4 separate regions of the Mus musculus genome follow, and regions 1, 2 and 4 are each linked to region 3. A link is a contact called in public HiChIP or PLAC-seq data. All regions are on one chromosome and are shown on one strand. Each heading gives the region's core, a stretch centred on a gene start, on an enhancer-like site or on the middle of the called end of the contact. The rest is flanking DNA. Distances are from core to core; before and after follow the strand shown. Region 1 holds the start of Ap2a1 (adaptor-related protein complex 2, alpha 1 subunit). Region 2 holds the start of Ptov1 (prostate tumor over expressed gene 1). Region 3 holds the start of Izumo2 (IZUMO family member 2). Region 4 holds the start of Pold1 (polymerase (DNA directed), delta 1, catalytic subunit).

The links. HiChIP or PLAC-seq counts read pairs in DNA pulled down with a chosen protein or histone mark.
Region 1: a contact with region 3 is called in an H3K27ac HiChIP or PLAC-seq map of embryonic stem cells, with 3 times the contacts expected there. The contact joins the promoter of Ap2a1 here to the promoter of Izumo2 in region 3. A contact is called at or near these places in 3 of 39 promoter capture datasets (cranial neural crest, embryonic stem cells and hippocampal neurons), 2 of 484 Hi-C or Micro-C datasets (embryonic stem cells and pre-B cells) and 7 of 115 datasets of contacts at active chromatin or transcription factors (bone marrow-derived macrophages and embryonic stem cells).
Region 2: a contact with region 3 is called in an H3K27ac HiChIP or PLAC-seq map of embryonic stem cells, with 5 times the contacts expected there. The contact joins the promoter of Ptov1 here to the promoter of Izumo2 in region 3. A contact is called at or near these places in 2 of 39 promoter capture datasets (hippocampal neurons and stem cell-derived epiblast-like cells), 7 of 484 Hi-C or Micro-C datasets (all in embryonic stem cells), 11 of 115 datasets of contacts at active chromatin or transcription factors (embryonic stem cells, epiblast stem cells, extraembryonic endoderm stem cells and 3 more) and 3 of 9 other capture datasets (adipose tissue, liver and pancreatic islet).
Region 4: an H3K27ac HiChIP or PLAC-seq map of embryonic stem cells shows a contact between it and region 3, with 19 read pairs. The contact joins the promoter of Pold1 here to the promoter of Izumo2 in region 3. A contact is called at or near these places in 14 of 39 promoter capture datasets (the 3T3-L1 cell line, 3T3-L1-derived adipocytes, the HPC-7 cell line and 7 more), 3 of 484 Hi-C or Micro-C datasets (frontal cortex, neural progenitor cells and pancreatic cancer cells), 4 of 115 datasets of contacts at active chromatin or transcription factors (astrocytes, embryonic stem cells and pancreatic cancer cells) and 2 of 9 other capture datasets (adipose tissue and liver).

Annotation. Positions count from the first base shown.
Region 1 is chr7:44,927,979-44,931,158 of GRCm38.p6, forward strand. Ap2a1 (adaptor-related protein complex 2, alpha 1 subunit) reads right to left here and starts at 1,512. Exons shown (of 24, transcript NM_007458.2): 1 at 1,302-1,512. The coding sequence starts at 1,368. It also overlaps a transcript of Tsks not described here.
Region 2 is chr7:44,868,078-44,870,923 of GRCm38.p6, forward strand. Ptov1 (prostate tumor over expressed gene 1) reads right to left here and starts at 1,591. Exons shown (of 12, transcript NM_133949.2): 1 at 1,274-1,591. The coding sequence starts at 1,444.
Region 3 is chr7:44,706,982-44,710,004 of GRCm38.p6, forward strand. Izumo2 (IZUMO family member 2) reads left to right here and starts at 1,749. Exons shown (of 7, transcript NM_001368390.1): 1 at 1,749-1,993; 2 at 2,075-2,149. The coding sequence starts at 1,762.
Region 4 is chr7:44,547,367-44,550,406 of GRCm38.p6, forward strand. It overlaps Pold1 (polymerase (DNA directed), delta 1, catalytic subunit), which reads right to left and starts at 1,449. Exons shown (of 27, transcript NM_011131.3): 1 at 1,389-1,449. Nr1h2 (nuclear receptor subfamily 1, group H, member 2) reads right to left here. Exons shown (of 10, transcript NM_001285517.1): 9 at 2,934-3,040; 10 at 2,250-2,765. The coding sequence ends at 2,619.

The DNA of each region.
Region 1 (3,180 bases), core at 262-2,761, 220 kb after region 3:
GAATAAACTGAGAGGTGAGGTCCCTCGTTCAAGGTCACCCAGTGACAGAGTTCTGTAACACAAAGCCAGCTCTGGCTGACCACATCTACTCATGGACCCTCTGAAGGGTCCTGACAGCTCCACACAGAGCATCTACTCCCTGGAGTTGAGAGCTGACCAGCAGCCAGGCCAGGCCATTGTTACAACCCTTCCTAGAAGGGACTATGGTCCTCATATTGCTGTAATAAGCCAAAAAAGGCTTGGATCCAGGCCTGCCTTGTTCCCTTCCTCAGGGTACAAACTTCCCCTCCCCCAGCTTGATAGAGCTCTTCTCACAGAGCATTAAGATACCTTGCTTCCATCATAAACACTCACTCTGTGATACCTTCCCAGAGCCTGCTGGTATCTTAGGTTCCCCAAGACTTTATACTATAGTCCCTTATTTTTTACATGTAGCCTCTTCAATGCTGTCCTTGTTTGGGGGTGGGGGATTAGGGGGACGTTAGCTGTTTCAGACAGGGTCTCTCTGTGTAACCCTGGCTGTCATGGACTCACAGAGATCATCAGCCTACCTGTGTCTCAGAGGTAGTAGGATTAAAGGCCTGCACAAGTACACCTGGTGCCTTCCATGTCTTTTACACAATCTTCCATGTAGAGTCTTTTCATACATCATCCTCTGGTCCTCTGTCCCTTACCTCTTCATCTCTGGTCCTTCTGCTGTCCCCCCAACCTTATCATCTCTAGTTTCTCTGCTATGTCCTCACCTTATCATCTGGGGGCCCTATGGTGTTGTTCCTACCCTATCATCTCTGCTTCCTCTGCAGTTTCCCCACTTCCATCACTGATCCCTCTGCTGTCCCCCACCTTATCTTCTCTATCCTTCTGCTGTCACCCCATTTCTATTTCTGATTCCTCTGGTATCTCCCCACTTCATCATCTCTGGTTACCCTGATCCCCCCCCCCCCCCACACACACACACACACTTTATCATCTCGAGTCCCTCTGCTGTCTTCCCACTTTATTATATCTGGTCTTTCTGCTGTCCCCAATTATATCATCTCTGGTTCCTGGGCAGTTCCCCAACTTCTGGCCCCTGGCCCTAGGTGGTTGCCCGCCTCCCATCTCTTCTGCGTCCCTGATTTCCTCCATCTAGGCTCGAGATGGCACTGAATGACCTACCTAACCCGTTGCCCTATTCCCTCCACCTCCTCCCGCCACGTCCGCCCGCGCCATCCTGGTCCTTCCCGGGAGGACACCCCCGCGCTTCCCTGCTCCCTCCGCCCGGTCGCCGCGTGACCCCCGGGCCCCGGTCATGAGCTCACAGTTCCGGATGTCGGAGATGAACACGGCGAGCCCACGCATGCCATCGCCTTTGGATACAGCCGGCATGATGGCGGAGGGCTCGGCTCCAAGCCTGGCCGAACGGGCGCGGGGCTGGCTGGCGGCACCGGGCGGAAAGGACCCCAGACGGCGCCGAGGAGCCGGCCGGGGGAGGGCGGGCTAGCGGCGGGCTGGCTGCAGGCCGACGCCCCGCCTCAGACCCGCCCCTACGGATTGTCATCCGGGAACGTACGCCACTTGTTAGCTGAGAGCCCTGCCGCTCACAATAGAACGCCCGCCCTCCTCTCTCTCTGATTGGCTAAATAGTAAAGACACCAGGTGATGATTGGTGCAGTACCGGGCTATTTCCGTTCGGAGCAGGGAGGCAGGGGGCGTTGCCCTAGAGACGGGGGAGTTCGATGACACACTCTGGGACCGCCCCCTGAACGGCCGAGACCAACGCTAATTGGATGGACTACCAGCTCCGCGCCAGTAGGGCGGGATGTAAGAGGCCGAAGGAGGCGGAACTTCGGGAAAAGAAGACCAATGGGTGAGGAGATTGCTCTTCGCAAGGCTCTGCCGATTCGCCGGAAGCGTCATACTTCCGCCCTCGAAGGGGCGGTTGTGGGGGGCGGGCAAAAGGGCGACGATCCGTAGAGAAGGAAGGAGAAAGAAGCCCTGTCAGTTAGCTGAACTGCGATAGGTGGAGCGATGCCTGCAATTCCCTGCTGCAGAGAGGGGCTGGGCGAGGCGGTAGACCGTGAGGTGTCCACTACGCAGGCGCCTCCCTCTTCCCAGTCGGTCTCCACTCCCGAGCCCCGGCCTCGGGAGCATTCCCTTCCCTAAAAACAACGCCTGGAAATTTGACTTGTCTGCAAACCTCTTATCCATGAGAGGAGGGACTGCCGGTTAAGGATTGTTACCATAGACACTGAGGTCCAAAGAGATTGAGTGGCTTCCCCAAGACTACAGCTCAAAAATGGAAAACTGGGATTACTATTTTGGTTTTTAAACATTTTTCAATATAGGTTACTCTTTTTTCCTCCCTAAACCCCAGTACCGAAGACAATCTGCCTATAATGGTCATAAGATCAAAATTGCTTCCTCCATCAGTTCTGGAGAACCACTCAAGGAAAAGCCAGTTAAAGCCACAGCTGAGGACTGGGTCAGTTTGTTTTGCTTCCGACTCCCTAGGTTCTATGGTTCACTAGTTGCAGGGAAGTCAAAGCCCCCAGAACACCAATGCCCGGGGTTATTGAGAAATTTGGGGCAAAGGGACTTGGGAGAGTCCATGTCTATTATCCCCATGAACAAAACGGCACCCCTGACAGGCTTTTCTAATTTGACACCCCCAGAATGGGTCTAGAAGGTAGTTATGTCCTGGGACCTAGGAAGAGGCAGCACTGAGTCCTTGTGAATAGAAGGTAGTGTTCTGTGAGTTTGAGGCCAGCCTGATCTATGTAAACAGCTCCAGGATAGCCAGGACTACATGGAGAGTCCCTGTCTCAAAAACAGAAAAGGTTAAGGATGTAACGTTTAATCCCCCAGTGAGAGAATGGGTGTATGTGTGGCTCAGAGGTAGAGCCTCTGCCTAGAACTCCCCAGTGAGGGGCTGGGGTGTGGCTCAGATATAAACCTCCTGCCTTGAATCCCCCAGTGAGGGACTGAGTCCTGTTTCAGTGGACGAGTACTTGACTATTACATCCAAATGCTGAGTTCAATCCTCAGCACTGGAAAAAAAAAAAAGTCACAAAATCAGATGTCTATTTCCTAAAGAGTTTCTAAGTATTAGAGACTTCATAAAATACTTAAGGATACAGCTTGCAAGAGATGTTTGGACTAATCGTCCTAGGAGGGATGTGAAGAGGAGACATAAAATGT
Region 2 (2,846 bases), core at 341-2,840, 160 kb after region 3:
CCGGTGTGATGACAAACCAGAAAGTTCTCCCGGTGACTTAAGTAGCAGAAGAGCCTAGGTCTTCACTGCTGAGGGGCCTTCCTGATGGTTCTGCAGACCCAAGCCCTCAGGATTACAGCAAATCCGCACACTGGCTGCCTGGGCTGGGTGTGCAGTGAGACACTACAAGTGTCAGCATGTACACCACCACACAGTCGGTGAAAATCAGGCAAACACACTTAGGAACCTAAACAAAATCCAAAACTATTCAAGTGCGGGGTGAGGGATAACCATTAAGAGGCTTGTGTGTTTGCCTGCACCCAAAAACACCTGTATGCCCACAACAGCAGGGAAACAAACTAGGAACATGAAGCCCACTAAGCGCCAAGTTCGTGTTTACGCATGCCTGATTTGCTGTTTGCGCACTGCATGGCCAGAGCCAAGTCACATTTGTAGAAAAGGGACACATATGAGGACCCCAGGAAGGGCTCCCAACACCAAGAGAAAACTTCAAGCCTAGGCTGTACTACAGCGAGGGGTGTGTCTGCGTTCCTCAGGTGATCCAGGCGACAGACCCGCCTCAGCTCCTCGGAGAACAACGTCGTCAGAAGTCTGAAGTGGTCAGTACCACGCCAGGGAATAGCTTACCGCTGGCCAAGCATGCGCAGGTGTGGCCACGAGTCCACCATCACAATGGGGGCAATTTTGTTGCCCCAAGAAAATCTCAATGTTTCTAGAAAGTGCGCGCACGTTTACTGAGTGGACAAAAAGGTGACAACCCCACGAACTTACAGAGCTGAATATTTACCTTAAGCTTTATCTTAAGGCTTAAGGTCTGGGCTAGCTGCGGGGCGGGCGGGTATGCAAATAGAGGGACTGTCCACAATCGCCATCTGGCCCCGGGGGACAACGCCCCCGCGAGCAACAGCTGGGCGCGCGTGTAAGCGCCGGGCTCCTCCACCGGCCGCTTCGCGCATTTCCAGACCCGGAGGCCGAGGACCAACTTTGCAATTGGAAAAACAAGCGTGCACCCCAGGCGCCCCCCGCGCGCGTGTGCAGCCGGCCGCGCAGTCAGCAGTAATTCGAACCCGCCCCGCCTCCGTACCCCGCCCCCCGCCCAGCCCGCCGCGCAACAAAGGGGAGCGCCCAGAGCCGATCAAGGACTGATCCCGGACCCCTGGGTGCGCCCTCCCGCGGGAGGCCCGTGGGCGCTGCGGACAAAGGCGCCCGCCAGGGGAGGGGTGGCGGGGCGGGGCGTGCGTGGAAGGCTCTGGAAACAGGCCGTGGGACTCACCATGGGAGGGGCCGAACGAGCCCGGATCCGCGGTGGCTGCGGGCCTCGAGGACCGCCAGGCCAGGAACGTGAGCGCACGGCGCGGACGACCAGGGGCCGCGGTGGCCGGCCACGACCTCCGAGGGGGCCCCCGGCGCCGGAGCGGTGCGGGGCACGGCGCGGGCGGACCATGGCGGGTGGGAGGCCGTGGGCCTCACGGGGGGCTGCGGGTCCGCCGACCGACAGGCGCGGGCGCGCGGCTTCGGGGAGAAGCGGAGCGGGACCGCGGCGGGGGACGCGCCGCTGAGGGGTCGCCGCGGCCGAACCACTGCAGCGAACAGGGGAGCCCGGCGCCAACCAACGCGAAGCTGGGGGGAGATGCGGGGGGGGTGGGCTGGCGCCTACCAACGTGGAAGAAGAGGGAGAGCCGGGACCAACGCCGGGGAGAGGAGGAGCCGGCGCTAACCAACAGACTATGGAGCTGGGGAGCCAGCGCTGACAAACAGGGATGGAGGACTGTAAGGGGGTGTGGCTGGAGCAAACCAAGAAGGTCAGGGAGGGAGGGTTTCAGACTTGGAAATGACAAGAGAGAAACTGTGCTACAAGAGTTCGAGCTGGTGAGACAATACCAAGTCCTCACTGCTGGAGGGACAGAAGGCGGTAGACAGGATAATGGGTGGCGCGACGGAACCTACCACCAGACTGAGGGGTAGATGTAGGAACCAGGCGTTCTTGCCTCTTGGAGGCGGTGACGTGGCAAGGTGGCTAAAAGACTACAACTTCCAGCGGGTCTCTCGCAGCCTGGGCGTGACCAGCATAGCTGCTGGCCCATTTGTCCAGGGTCTGCCCACTGTTGCTTGGGCCTTCTAGCAGTTGCCTTACCCAGATCACGTTCTTGATCTGAAAGGACTGTGCAGTGGCATTTCTTGCTTCCGTTTGTTTTTAACCTGTGATACTATCCAGCCTTAGATTATCTGCGCTCGATGTAAGTGGCGTTGTGTTTACGCAGTGTTAGCTTATGCACCCAGGCTGACCTCGAACTCCTAAGCCTTCTGTCTTCACCTTTAATTGGGTGTGCACTACTACACGTGGCTGTTAAACTATATATAGGGTGCTGAGGTTTGAATTTATAGCCTCTTGCATGCGAGAAGTTCCCTCCTGCCTTCTTTTAAACTAGAAAACCTATTTGGACTATACTTTGTTCTTCCTTGCTGATTCATACACTACTTTAACCAAATTATATCAGGCCCCTGACAGCACACCCAAGCTATGATGCCTGTCACCTGGAGCAAATGTCCTGGCAGTAGGCTGGCTTTTTAAAAATCTCGTGTTTTATAATTGATTTAAAAAGCTAAACTGGAAGGTGAGCAGCAAGAGAGGTCACCTGGTCCTTGTCTGCCACCAAGCCTGACAACCTGGGTTCAATTTCCCTAAACCCTATGGTGGGAGGAGCAAAGAGACCCTTACAAAGTGCTCCCTGAGCCCCACACAAGTCCTGTGTCACATGTGCACATAATTCAGAGTCTGCTTGCACTTCAAAGTGAGCTCAAAACCTGATTGGGCAACTGACTTAATACGACAGCCTTGTCTCATA
Region 3 (3,023 bases), core at 499-2,998:
CTTAAGTGTTGTAAATCAGGTGGCTCCCTCAGCCTGACTTTTAGCCACTCAGCTCCAGCAGCTTAAGTCATCACCTGCCCCTCTGCCAGGGGCAGCCCATCTCCTCTGTTGCTACAAGCTGCTTACTGCTTACGTTTCAGTGGGATGTGCACACCCTTTGAAAGGTCTCTCTCAGCATCATGTCTCTCTCTGTGTCTCTTCTCTGTTTCCCAGTCTCTCTGTCTCTCAGTCTCTGTCTCTCTCTGTCTCTCTGTCTCTCTGTCAGTCTGTCTGAATCTCTCTGTCCAACTTCTAGAGATCCCTTCCCTCCCCCACTCACCCATAATAGCATTCTTGCCTTAGATCTACTGTGTGGTGTGATCTCTTAGTGGCACAGCTTGTCCCAGACCTTTCTCTGCTTAGCCTAACATTGAAGACCTGCTGAGCCATCGCACTGGCTCCTTGAACTTTTAAAATTGGACTTACAATTAGATAATCACCACTATCAGGAGGTTGAGACCGGAGGATTGGGAGTTCAATGTCATCCTTCGATAAATATAAAGTTCAAGGCCAGCCTGGGCTGTGTGACACACTCTTAGAAGAGAAATAGGGAGAGGGAGGGCTGGAGAAAGGAAGAAGAGAAAGAGAAACCGGGTGTGGACCTGGGAGTATTTGGGGCGATGAATAGGATCAAAATGCATTGTATGTGTCTGTGAAATTCTCAAAAATTATTTTTTTAAAAAACTATTCTTCCAGTCATGGTGGCGCACGCCTTTAATCCCAGCACTCGGGAGACAGGCAGATTTCTGAGTTCGAGGCCAGTCTGGTCTACAGAGTGAGTTCCAGGACAGCCAGGGCTATACAGAGAAACCCTGTCTCAAAAAAAAAAAAAAAAAAAAAACCTATTCCAAGACAAGGTCTTATTATGTAGCTCTGGCTGTCCTAGCATTCACTAATATTGAAAGAACCTAGTGGGGAAACCCCCACTCAACTCCCGATTCTGTGTGCACCCAAGAATCACCAACAGAACACAACACCTTGATGTAACAACACGAGGTATTTTAATGGCGGAGCGTCGGGTCGAAACGTATCTCACACAGGAGACAGTGGATTCGACCACGAGGCTTGGAAGCTAGGGGTTTTTATAGAAAAGGAGTGGGGCTGGGGGAGGAATTGGCACGGTTTCACATGATTGGTCCATTTAAACATCAGCAGCCTGTTAACATTTAACTTAGGTCAGAGGGGTGGGAGATAGGGAGGGGACGGGCCTGTCCCGGCATGTCCTGGTCTGTTCTGCTATGTTCTCAGCCCCAGGTTTCAAAGCTCACAAACAACTCTTTGGGCTATTTGACATACATTACATGAATCACAGGTCTCAAGTTTTATTTCCTTTCAATATAGACCAGGCTGGCCTAGAACTAACAGAGATCTGCCTGTCTCTGCCTCCAGAGTGCTGGGATTAAAGACGTACCTGGCTTCGAAAATTAGTAAGATGTTGTAAGAGAGAAAGAGGAAAAAAGAAAGAAACGTGAGGAAGAAGGAAAGCAAGAAAGTCTGTTGAATTAGTAAATTTAGCCTACAGTAAGGCAGGACACTTCAGTCTTTCTCAGCCAGGCTTTAGGGGTTGGAGGAGGGCAGGGTGGGGGTGGAGGGGGTGGGGGTGGGGGATGGGGGTTAGAACAGCACCCAACAGGTGTTCAATAAATATGTTAACTACCTGGATTCCAGAGCTACACTCGGAGTGTTCTGAGGTCGCCCCTGTGAGGTCACAAAGTCCCCACCATGCCTTTGGCCTTGGCCCTGGTGCTTTTGTGTGGCCTGGGCGGCCCCGGGGCATGGGGCTGCCTGCAGTGCGACCAGTCAGTGCTACTGGAGCTCAGGCAGTTGCGTGATGCCATCGTCACCAAGCGCTTCCATCTGGAAGGGCTGCAGGCGCGCGCGCAGGCCCTGCTGTTGAGCATGGAGGGGCCTTTCTTCAGGGACTATGCAATGAACGCTTTCGTGGGGAAAGTGGGTGTGTACTTGGGTGCGTAGGGAAGAGGCCCGGGGAGCTGTGGGCCTTCTGACCTGACAGGGCCTCCCTTCTGGTCTGCAGTCGTGGATCAACTGGAAAAAGTGGCGACATCCTTCAAGAACCAAGCCCAGTATATAAAGGCTAACTCTAAGACAGGTGGGAGACCCTTGAGCCACCCCCTGGCCTTCCTTTCTGCATCCGAGCTTCTCCTCTGGGCGGGCATGTGTCCTTTGCTGTGACAGCTAGGCAGAATTTTGAGAAAGGGTTGAGAGGGAGAAAAGCTGAGGTTCAAAGAAGTCAGGTGACCTGTCCAAAGTCACACAGAGTTGACGATGTATGCGGGACACTCCCATCTCTATAATGCCCATCACTAGGTGTGGCCAGCCACACACTTCTGTCTTCTTGTGTTTCTCAAACACTGTGATTTTTATAAACGGGGTGTTTTTGGCATTGTCTTGCTGAAAGACTACATTTCCCAGCTTTCTTTGCAGACTACAGCAATCATTTCAATGGGATAAGGGGTGACTTCTTCCTCTGGAGGCATTCTGGCCATCTACTTCTTTGCGGTGAATAAGCACGGTCCCATCTAAGGTTGGACCAAGCCTTTCTTTCTGTCTCTCTACAGCTGTCTTTTAAAAAAATATAATAATCTAACATTTGTAATAACCTTCCACCAGTGAGTAAACCCGTGGCCTGTCATCCTAGTAACTCAGGAAGCTGAGGCAAGAGGACCATGACTTTGAATCCCTCTAATTAGTTAGAGTTCAAAGCCAGCCTCAAAGCTCTAGGTGCCAGGATTCACGGGAACCAGCCGTTATTCAAGCACAAACAAGTCTGCACACACATTTTGAGTCTCAAACACTTGGGAGCCTTCCAGAATTCAGACTCTTTCTGGACAGTCAGGTCATTTTTGCAAAGAACCGAAATGAAAACCTCTAAAATCTGGAGCACTTAAAAATTCTTAAAATTTTATGTGTATAAGTGTTTTGGGGTTTTGGGGTTTGTTTTTTTTGTTTGTTTGTTTGTTTCT
Region 4 (3,040 bases), core at 199-2,698, 160 kb before region 3:
AATCCAAGCTGTATGCCTCAAAGGCAAATTCAAAGCCAAGTCTGAGCTAGAAAGCCTGAGTCTCAAAAGCCAGTAGAGGTCTGGGGGTTTAACTCAGCAGGGCTCAATACTGAGTCCCACCCCAACCCCTCACTGAGGGATTCTAGGCTGTACCACTAACTACATCCTGGCTCTCTTATTCATTTTGAGACATCATCTCACCAAGCTGCCCTAGCAGGCTTAGAACATGCCATCCTCCTGCCTCCAAAGGCTGAACAATTGTTTCATGTCACCTCTCCCAGGGCTGCCAGATCCAAGGATTCCTGTACCTCTCCTGGAGGGGTGGCCCCTTAAGCTCCTCCACTCCCACAAACTGCTTCTGTCACCTCAGTCTCCCCTTTTCCCGGACAGGGATGTTCTTGGAGGCACAACGTTCCCATTCCCCTCAGGACAGTCAGACCCAGGTGCAAGCCCCACTCGCTAGAGGGATGCTCTCTGAAGCTGCAGCATCCTGCAGGACAGCTGTCTTCACTCCCACTCCCGCTGTGGTGATGGTGGCACACTAAAACAGTAACCATTCATTTTCCCCAGGGTACCTCACACACTGCCAGCTTCACACCTGGCTCCTCCCCTGGGACCCTGCAGTGACAGTTGCTCTGGGACTGTGGGATATGTCTCACCTCCCCCACCAAACACCAAACTGGGTAAGCAGACTGTCCCATCTAGTATCAATTTGCTTGTTCTATTTAGTATATAAAGCATCACATGGGGCCCGATGTGACAGCGGAATGGATATTTGAGCTTGTTGGCCAAGCTGAACAGCCTGAGTTAGATCTTAGGGAATCCACATAGCGGAAAGAGACAACGCCACAAAGTTGTCCTCAGATCTCCACGTGCGCATCATAGCGCACGCACTAAGAAAAAAAGAAAAGGCTCTAAGGCATTACTTTTCCTCCCATTCCTACTTTTTAAAAAAAATTTGGGGTTTTGAGGCAGGGTTTCTCTTGTGTATCCCTGGTTATCCTGGATCTCACTCTGTAAACTAAACTAGCCTCAAACTCGGAGATCCGCTTGTCTCTGCCTCACGAGTGCGGGGGATAAAAGTGCGCCACTATTCCCGGCTCATTCCTACTTCTTGCTGGACTTTCTGATACCGTCGCCTTGTCTCTCGAACAGCGGAACAGGCACCAACGCCCTGCACCTCCGGCCCCTCCCTCCTGGCTAGCGTGCACGCCGCTGAGCCCACACCCGGACAGTCCAGCGCACCCCAGGTCCTAAGCTCCAGGGGATCTGTCCTTTGCATTGCCAGCCTTGCTCTATCCTTCCCCCAGCTGCAGACATTCTGCGAGCACTCTGCTCGAGGCGTCAGCTGCGCGACCGAGCGCCCCATACTCTTCTTCCTTACTTACCGCCTCAAACAGCTTTTCCCGCCACAAGATACGCCGCCGTGACCCCTGAACCCTCTGCGCGCAGGCCCAGAGCTGCGGCGCGCCCGCTGGGTCCCGCCCCTAGCCCGCTTGGGCGATCAAACCACGTCCCACTCTGGAGGACCCACAACCACGCCTCTCGCAAGTGGCCCCGCCCCATGACGCTAACGGAACAAGGACACGCCCCCAGCATCCTGGCTCTTAGGGGTTTGGCCTGCGGTCCCCGAGCGCCCACTGCAGGAGCGTTAGAAGACTGCCACAGTGGATGCTACCCTGATGCTTTGCTAGAAGCAAGCTTCTTTTCTGTTTTCCTCAGAGTCCCTACACGCCCAGGTTCTTGTATAACTTCTGTTGCCCCACAAATCATTTCCTGACTTATGACACTCATGGCCAGATGCAGTCCTCAGCTTTTGAAAACCTGGCCCTAAGAAGTGTTCTTTTGGGCTGGTGAGATGGCTCAGTGGGTAAGAGCACCCGACTGCTCTTCCAAAGGTCCGGAGTTCAAATCCCAGCAACCACATGGTGGCTCACAACCACCCATAATGAGATCTGATGCCCTCTTCTGGTGTGTCTGAAGACAGCTACAGTGTACTTACATATAATAATAAAATAAATAAAATTAAAAAAAAAAAAAAAAAAAAAAAGAAGTGTTCTTTTGAGACCCTCCTCTTAAAGTTCCTCTCCTTTTCCACTGGCCTCCATCCGCCTTAGTGTCTCAAACTATGCTGTATGAAGATAACCTGTCTTCGGCGGAGCGACCCCTACCCCTGTGGCCTGAACCTAGACCAAGCGCAGTCACCTGGGCAGAGAGATGGCCCACCCTCTCCACACTGGGCTCAGGAATGGCTTGTACTCAAACTTTATTTTTGTTTTTTTATTAAATAAAAGGGGCAGAAGAGAGGGCCTGTGGTCTCCCAACTGTGGGGGGCCACCTGCCCTAACCTCTCTCCACTCAAGGTGCATGGTGTGGTAGGCTGAGGTGTAAGCGTGGGTGGGAGGGCAGCTGGGAACGGTCAGAGGCTAGGACCTGTGACCCTCACCACTCTTGGAAGACTCAATGGGTGGGGTGGGGCCTTCTAGTGCCAACTGCCGCTGAGTTTGAGGCTGAGCCCGAGGGACTGGGCCGTGACAATGTCCTCCCACCCCAGGAGGAGAGGTGAAGAGTCCATCTTCAAGAAGACACCACCAAGGCTGGGGCACTTGTGGCTGCCCCTACTCGTGCACATCCCAGATCTCGGACAGCAAGGGCGGCAGCTTCTTGTCCTGGAGTCGCAATGCAAAGACCTGCTCCGAGTGCACGGAGCTGAGGGTGCGCAGGCTCACCAGCTTCATGAGCATGCGTGGGAAGCGGAGCTGGTCCTGCAGGGAGAGGAGGCAAGTCGGTCCTGCTGGGGCCCTGTCCTGCAAAGCCAGCTTTGTCTGGAAAGCCAGCACCCTGAGTGGTCAGGCCCCAGGCTCAGTGTGCCCAACATGTGCCACTGGACCCCAATACTGAGACTGCTCATATACAACAGGCAGCTCCCGTACCTGTGGGCGCTTGATCCTCGTGTAGGAGAGGAGCGCCTCCACGTAGGGCTGCTGCAGGGCCTCCACACGGCTGGGCTCCTGCACATTAGGCCGATCGGCTGAGAAGA